2 separate regions of the Rattus norvegicus genome follow, and region 2 is linked to region 1. The links are chromatin contacts, called in public Hi-C maps. All regions are on one chromosome and are shown on one strand. The core of a region is the stretch at or near the end of the contact, and the rest is flanking DNA. Distances in the headings are between cores, read along the strand shown. Region 1 has its middle 23 kb from the start of Nfkbia. Region 2 holds the start of Ralgapa1 (Ral GTPase activating protein catalytic subunit alpha 1).

The links. Hi-C and Micro-C count contacts between places; a contact is called where the count stands out from the background.
Region 2: a Hi-C map of Schwann cells shows a contact between it and region 1, with 8 times the contacts expected there. The contact joins the promoter of Ralgapa1 here to the enhancer-like site in region 1. A contact is called at or near these places in 10 of 12 Hi-C or Micro-C datasets (the A7r5 cell line, the Rat2 cell line, Schwann cells and 6 more).

The regions. Positions count from the first base shown.
Region 1 is chr6:78,617,831-78,621,711 of GRCr8, forward strand. No RefSeq gene overlaps it. Among named protein-coding and RNA genes, the nearest start is that of Nfkbia, 23 kb to the left of the region's middle. Within about 2 kb of position 1,886, at least 37 of the 93 cell types and tissues checked have an H3K27ac peak or open chromatin away from gene starts, as enhancers often do. A contact at or near this core is called in Schwann cells, where this site is marked.
Region 2 is chr6:78,985,577-78,989,457 of GRCr8, forward strand. It overlaps Ralgapa1 (Ral GTPase activating protein catalytic subunit alpha 1), which reads right to left and starts at 1,910. Exons shown (of 41, transcript NM_020083.4): 1 at 1,794-1,910. The coding sequence starts at 1,899. It overlaps Ftl1l2 (ferritin light chain 1 like 2), which reads right to left and starts at 1,678. Exons shown (of 2, transcript XM_039113181.2): 1 at 1,368-1,678. Mir3593 (microRNA 3593) reads right to left here and starts at 2,269; the gene lies at 2,179-2,269.

The DNA.
Region 1 (3,881 bases), core at 636-3,135:
ACACACACACTTATTAAACACATTAGAGACAGAAATGTTGAATTAAAGGACAGGGACAAAATGTTCAGTAAAAATTGGAACATTTCCTTAAAATGAAAGTTGTGCTAATTAGTGATCTAAACAAAAGGTTTCACTATTCATCCATTTATTTATTTATTTCAAGACAAGGTTTCTCTGGGTAGCCCAGGCTGTCCTGGAACTCACTCTGTAGACCAGGCTGGCCTCGAACTCAGAGATCTGCCTGCCTCTGCTTTCCTAGTGCTGGGATTAAAAGCTTACACCATCACCATGGCTTGGGCCATTGCTGTTGTTCTCTTACCCTCTTATTCAGCCTGCCCAGCCTATTCAGTCAGGGGCTGGGATTGAACTCTGGTCACTGCTGAGCTACGGCTATAGCTCCTTGGTCAACCTCAAGCATAGTTTGTTACATGTTCACCAATCTGATAAGATGATACTATTGTCTTAATTTTTATTTGCTTAATTATAAGGGAAGTTGAGTATCTCTTAGTGATTTGGGGTGTGTGTATATGTGTGTGAGAGTGTGTATGTGTGTGTGTGTATGAGTGTATGTGTGTGTATGTGTGTATGTGTGTGTATGTGTGTATGTGTGTGTATGTATGTGTGTTTGAGTGTATGTGTGTGTGAGTATGTATGTGTGTGTATGTGTGTATGTGTGTATGTATGTGTATGTGTGTGTATGTATGTATATGTGTGTGTATGTATGTGTATGTGTGTGTATGTGTGTGTGTGAGTGTGTGTGTGTATGTGTGTGTGTGTGTGTGTGTGTGCGCGCTCATAATCTTTGCCCATGGGTCTGTTTATTGAGTTACTTTAATTTTCTTACTGGTTTATAGACAAGAAGATTCTGTTTTGGAAGAAGTATTTTTGGTTCCCATTTTAAAAATCAACCTCTCTCCTTCTCTGTCCCAGAAACACGTTCTCCCTGGTTCATCCGTGTTAAGAGCTTCCAAGCCATTTAGTTAATGAAACCGTTTCCTCTGAAGAGGGCCTGGCCTGCGTTCATCCAGAGCGTAAGAGCGCCCTGCTTCCATTTCCTCTGGAGCCGGCGTCCTCTTTCTCTCCTGCCTTAATTGCTTTGTGTTCTCCCGAGTGATGCATTTGATCTTAGGTTTTTCCTGTAGTTCTTTCTTACTAAAATCCAGTTGCATTCTCTCAGAAAATTGATTCCTTTGGTTTGTGGAGTCACTGTAAAAGGCAACTCCGTTGCATCTCACCTTAAGATTTGTCTGATTTTTTTTTAAGGGTTTCCTTTGGATTAGCCTTCATGTTCTGGAGTCCACCGGTGCTAAGTGATTTTGACACTCGAGATAAGGACCTCGCGTAAAAGCCAACGACAGCCATGGCTTCTTTACAGGGACCAGGAGACCTGCTGGAACTGTCGCTTAGCAGGTCGTGTGCAGTTTGCCAGGGATGCCGGTAGTGGGCGCCCTCTTCCGCGCCACATTCCGATGGCCTTCCTGGGTCTCTGCTGTAGGACCTCGCTCGACCCCTGAAGCAGCAGCGGTGACCCGTGGGCTGGATTGAGTAATTAATGAAGCCCCGAGGGATCCTTCCCAAAAGAAGAACTGGCATAACTAGGAGGCTGAGGGAGGTGGGGGGAGGGGGTAGAAAACTAACCAAGGATGAAAAAATGCTGCCACAGCTGCTGCAGCCTGTGAGTTATATGGGGTGGAGTGTTGACAACACAGATTCCCCAAAGGGAGATTGGGGTGGGACTGTCACAGGACTGCAGGCGCCCCCCCCCCCCACAAAAAACAAAACAAAACAAAACTGCTCTTCGAATCGATTTTTCAAACAATACACTCAGTTAGAGCCTTGCAGACTGTATCATGGTGAGGGGTGGGGTGATCACATGGCTGAGGGCAGCTTCATTACTAATATGGGAACAAACTAGGCATTCTTGATCCCTTTCAGCTCCCAGATGGTCAACAAGCTTCATTTAGCGATGAGCTGGCTTGTGATAACTTTCCTGTGTGTGCTTAACCCAGATAGGGCACTGGTGACCAAGCAATGCAATGATTCCACCCACGTCTAACCAAGCAGTTTGTGGGCTTACGGGTACATGGGTGTCCCCCACAAGTTACGCCACTGAAGACAGGGTGAGTGCTGAGTGGCGATCTCCTCACAGCTACAGAGATGCACCCCTTCAGCTAACCTTGTTTCTACATACTTTAGCATCTTCTGAGTCCACTCAGTGCAGCTGGGGCAGAATTATGAGTATCTGGAAGTGGGGATACGCTGGCTGGGAATCTTAGATGACCCTCCTGTTCCCTTCTGCGAGGGAACATCGCTAGGCCTGATCTTGTCGGGAGTCTCTGGTGGGAAAGCATGGCTCTCTGATTAAGATAATATAATAATTAAGGTAAGCGTTGTTTGTGCCTGAAAATGGGCCCAGCCAACAAGAAATTTCTCTTCTGTGCCTTTGATAATGAAGAAGCTGAAGGGTTTTGTTATTGTTTTGCTTTTTAATTTTTTTTAGATTTATTGTACTTTATGTTTATGAATGTTTTGCCTGCATATACATATGTCCATCATGTTCATGCCTGGTGCGCTTGGAGGGGTCAGATTCCCTGGGTCTTCTGTAGCCCAGGGTGACCTCAAAGTCAGGGTACTCTTCCTACCTTAGCCCCTCGCTCCCAGTTCTGGGACTACAGACATGAGCCGCCATGCCTTCCACATTGGCTCCCACTCAGCCTTCCAAACTTGGAGTCCCGGTCCTCGTGGGCAGGGGTCTTGCTTCTGGTCAGTGGTGCCACTGGGCCATTAAAGACTTCAGCTCCGGTTTGTTCACGGCCTTTACGATGTCTCGAATGATGTTAAGGCCTGGAATTGGCATGCTCTGTTCTCAGGGTCTTCCACAAAACCATTCTGTAAGTTACAAATCTTACCCTTGCTACTGAAAGAAAGTCTGATGAAGTGTAAAGGGATTAGAACCAGCCTCGTTCTTATCAAAGACGACTGCTATCAATACGATACACATCCTTCTGTATTGTCTATGCAGAGGCTGGAGACATAGCGGAGGGGCAGAGCTCCTGGCTGTCGAGTATGTTTATAGCTCATTACTTCCCTGGTCCTATGTTGGTCTTATGGAGAATAACGGCTTAGGGAGTATGATCATTGCCCCGGGGAAGTATAGGGGTAGGTGGGGTCCTGTGGTATTGCGGGATATTTGATCACATTGTGAACCCCAAGATCGTGAGCTGGAAAACCCTCAGCCCTAGCACACACCTTTAATTCAAGAGCTTTCTGCAAACAGGATTAAATAAAGTCAACTCTCGGGCAAGAGGTGAAGCAAGCAACCAGTTGACAGGGAGTGAATGTAAGAAAACCCAGGAAGTTGAAAGGAGGTTCAGAGTTGAAGGGTATTACAGAGTGCATGGAGAAGGCATTCCTTCAGGGGACGATGGAGTAGAAAGGCCATCTGGGTGCTTTCTCTGCCTCTTTGAGCTAGCAGGCTTTCACCACAGCATCTGGCTCCTGAGTCCCCATTTGATAAGTGTTTGGGATTTTTTTTTTAAACAACACTGAGCTGCTAATCAAACATTTTTATAAGCTGATCAACAAATAAACTTAATTTATGCATATTCTGTTTCAAGCCACCAATAAACATTGTTAATTTGTTCACTCTGAACTTGGCCAACAGCAGTATAACTAACTCATGACTGAGGGAAACCGAGTAGGCATTTCCTAGGAAGAGCACATCAGGTCTTTGTGAGTGGGAACGCTAGGCAACATGTCAGCATTATACTGGGGCAAATTTCAATACCTGACACTGCCAAGAAGAACAGAAAAGTGTGAGTTACATGGTAGTAAATGAACCATGGAAAGATATTCGTTTATTGTACGAGAGCTGGAGTGAG
Region 2 (3,881 bases), core at 660-3,159, 370 kb after region 1:
TAAGACATCCCTGGTGATTTCATTTTGTAAAAAGACTCCTTAAATTAAAAAAAAAAAGTTTTTTTTAAGTATTCTATTTTCAAACTGAGATCTGTATAAAATACAAACCAGGTTGTATAAAATAACCAACATGTGTGGTAGTAATACATCTCATGTTTCCCAAGTTACAAAACACACACACAACCACAAAAGTCTCTGTGCCAAAGAAATATAAACCAATCGGTAATCAACCCTGGCAATTAATTTAGGAACTCTCAATGTCCTGCTGTAAGTGAGCTTTACAGCTCTGCAATTATGCAGTCTACGTACGGCTTGTCGCAAGTCAGAGTCTGGTTGCATCAAGTGTCAAGTTTCAACTGCCATGATTTTGTAATACATCTACGTGTTCAACGACTTTGTATGTCTCAGCATATCTTTTCATAAACTTCATCCAGAATGAAAATGTTTAAAAACCTCGCCCATATTTAAAAGGTTTAGGTAAGATGGATCTGATTGCTTTCACAGTATATCATAGGAGCATGTACTTGTGATAAAGATTAGCTGTCAGACATGTAGGAAGGCTGAAAAAAAATTAGAGACAGAAAATCTGGGCTTCGTTTGGGATTCAGTCTCCGTTGGCTCCATCCATTGCTTACCTTCAACTTGCTCGTTTATATTTTTAAAAACGGCAATAATATCTCTATTTCTAGACAGACTGTCAAGCTACATTGTACTAATTCATGTGAAACCCTTTGTAGACAGTTAACACAATTGTTGGGTATTACTAGTGGTATTAGTCACAACACAGTAGAGAAGTCCACCCATGAAACAGAGGACACACCACTAAACATATAAGTCACTTTCCAAAATAGGCAGAAGTTAGGAAAACAGCTTGAGAAGATAAACTTTGACTTAGAATCCAGTCATGTGGCCTCTAACCTCAGTTACCGTATTATTCTATACGTAAGCCCTGAATGACTCTCCTTTTTACCTCAAATTTCTTCATAAAAAAACCCAACAAAAAAAACAAAAAACAAACAAACAAACAACAACAAAACCAAAAAAACAAGTACAGAATCAAAAGTCCCATAAGTACACAGTTTGGCCTTTAGCAATGTTGTCTATGATCAGGTATCCAAAAATCCCCGTTTAACACTTTATCCCAAATTTAGGTCTTTAGAGAAACTCAAGTTGAAGATGGTGGAGAGTAAGAAATTTTTAATGAAAACTGAATTCTGTATAGTTCTCGAGAATCTCGTTCTCTGTCATTAGTTTTCCTTCTAAAAGGACAGCAAATGAAGAACAGGGTGTAGGGCGGGGTTCTTTCCACAAGCTTCAGGAACCACCCACTTCCCAAAGAGGTGTAATTGCTTCCTCCAGGCCCTCACCTGCCAAAAAAACTTGAAAGACTACGGGTTACACTGGCCGAGCCAGCACTCTGCTTTTCTTTCTACTCGGGTGGGGATGGCAGTAGTCAGTCATGGCAAACACACCCTCTAAACACCATTACCCACACCAAGTGTCCCTGAAGTCTCATCAAGGACTTAAGTTTCTGGCCTGACATTTTTTTTTTTTTTTTTAAAGAATCAGACCAGGAACTCAAACGTGGATCTCTCCGAGCTGGTGCTGACTGGTTTATACCAACTGCCAAGCCGCCCCCTTCCCTCACCGTCCGCCCTCCCGCGCGTGGGCAGAGGCGCTGCCGGCCCTCACTCCCGACCGCGCCAGGTCGCGAGGGCGAGCCCCGGAGCTCGCGGGGTGACAGGCCAGGGCAGCGAGGCCGCGGCTGTGCCCCGGGTCACTACTCTCCTCACCGATGACGATGCGCAGGTGCTTGAGGCGGGTCAGCGCGTCCTTCTTGGTGTCCAGCACCTTCTGGGTGGACTTCTTCACGTCCCCGTGCGGCTTCTTAGAGAACATCCTGCGGCCGCCGCGGCCCCTCCCGGCCGGGTCCCGACGACCCAGCGCAGGCGGTGGGCGGGGAAGAGGCTAGCCGCGGCGGCTCATGCGTTCCCCAGCCCCGCGGGCCCCGCGGCCAGGCCCGCCTCGCGCTGCCGCTGCACGGAACCTGCAGCCCCGGCTCCAATATGGCGGATCCGCCCCGCGCGCTGCAGCGACGAGGAGACGGGGAGCGGCCGCCGCCGCCCAGGCCGTGGCCGGGACCCCACAGCCGCGGAGATGGAGCGCTCCGCCGCGGCGCCACTCCTCTCTCCCTGAGGCCCCCTTAAGGTTGAAGCTTCTCTAGCAGCTTCAACCCTGCGGAGGCCAAAATCCAGTCGTGTGGTGATGGAGTTTCACGACTCTGCCGTCGGTGGCGAACGGTCCCCGTGGCAACCGCCTTCTGACGTCAAGTGCTCGTGACGTCATGCTAGCGTGAACTCATTTCTGCCTCTGAAACCGCTTGGTTTCCTGTGTATGCACTAATGAAGAAGGGCAAGAAAGTTTAGGAGGGTGTTGTCTACTGTGGGCTCCTTGTAAACAACAGTTCCTAGAGTTTTTGTTGAAAAGATCTTTCATCTTCGCTCTTTAAATCGATCTCTCCTAGTAACTTAAACATCAGAACAGATGTGCAAGGCCAGCTTGATACCAGCTCTGAACCCTTACCAGTGATTTCACTTTCTAATTTGGATTCTTCCTGTGTTTTGCAAAATAATGGTTAAAAATGTACTGTACTTTAGAGATGCGTAGGAGTGTTATATCCTTTTCCTTTAAATTAACATGCACATGACTAGAGCTGCAGTTTGCTGGTGATCTCCAGCACTGAAAAACAAGACATACATAAATAAAATATCTTGTATAAGTAAATGCGTCCTACCATGTATTAGAGAGAAAAATTAAGAAATCTGGATGATTTTAAAGGAAGGCTGTCTTAGGATGTGAAGTACTCGCATAAATCCGAAGAAAACTGCCTAAAACAGCTAAGTGTGGTAGTGCTCTGGTGTTGTAGCAGGATTTGAGAGGCAAAACATAATTTAAGGTCAAGGTCAGCTACATTAGACCATGTCTCAAACACAAGACAAAACATAGGGAGATAACCACAGAATTCTAGACTCTGGCTTTTCTGTCATTGCCTATCCCTCGTGCCCAGTCACCTGCTGATCTGCCTTCCGTCACTCTGAATCCGTATTTGTTAGACAGTTTTGTTTGTGTTTTTTCTTTAGAGACTTTAAATGATTTATTTGTTTGTTTGTTTAGTTTTGATTTGATTTGGTTTTCCAAGACAGGGTTTCTCTGTGTAGCCCTGGCGGCCCTGGAAGTCACTCTGTAGATCAAGCTGGCCTCAAACTCAGAGATCCACCTGCTTCTGCCTCCAGAGTGCTGAGATTAAAGGCATGTGCCAGCACTGTCCAGTGTGTTTGCGTGCTTGTTTTGGTGTTTGGCCTGCATGTATGTCTGTAAGATGGGGTCAGAGCCTTCTGGAACTGGAGTTACACACAGATGTGAGTTGCCAGGTGGGTGCTGGGAATTGATCCTAGGTCCTTAACCACTGAGCTGATTTATTTTTATTTTTTTTTGAATCTGTGTGTGTATGTACATGTGCATATGTGTACACCTACACAAACATTAGTGTTGGTGCCATTTGAGGCTGTACTTACAGGCAGTTGTGAGCCACCCAGACTCCTTGGTACTGCAAATCAAGCTTGGGTCCTCTGCAAGAGTATATGCTCCCCTAACCACTGAGCCATCTCTCCAGCTCCCTTCTTTTAGAGTTTTACATAAAATCTACAGAATACATAAAATCTACAAAATACTCTTATTTTGTCTAGCTTCTTTCATTCGACATAACATTTTTTTAACAGTGGTGTATTGTCAGTAACGTTCGTCTTCAAATAGTAATTCACCAGTGAGTACAACAGTAGGAACTCCCACGGCCTATTAAGAATAGCAGTAATTAGTAGGAG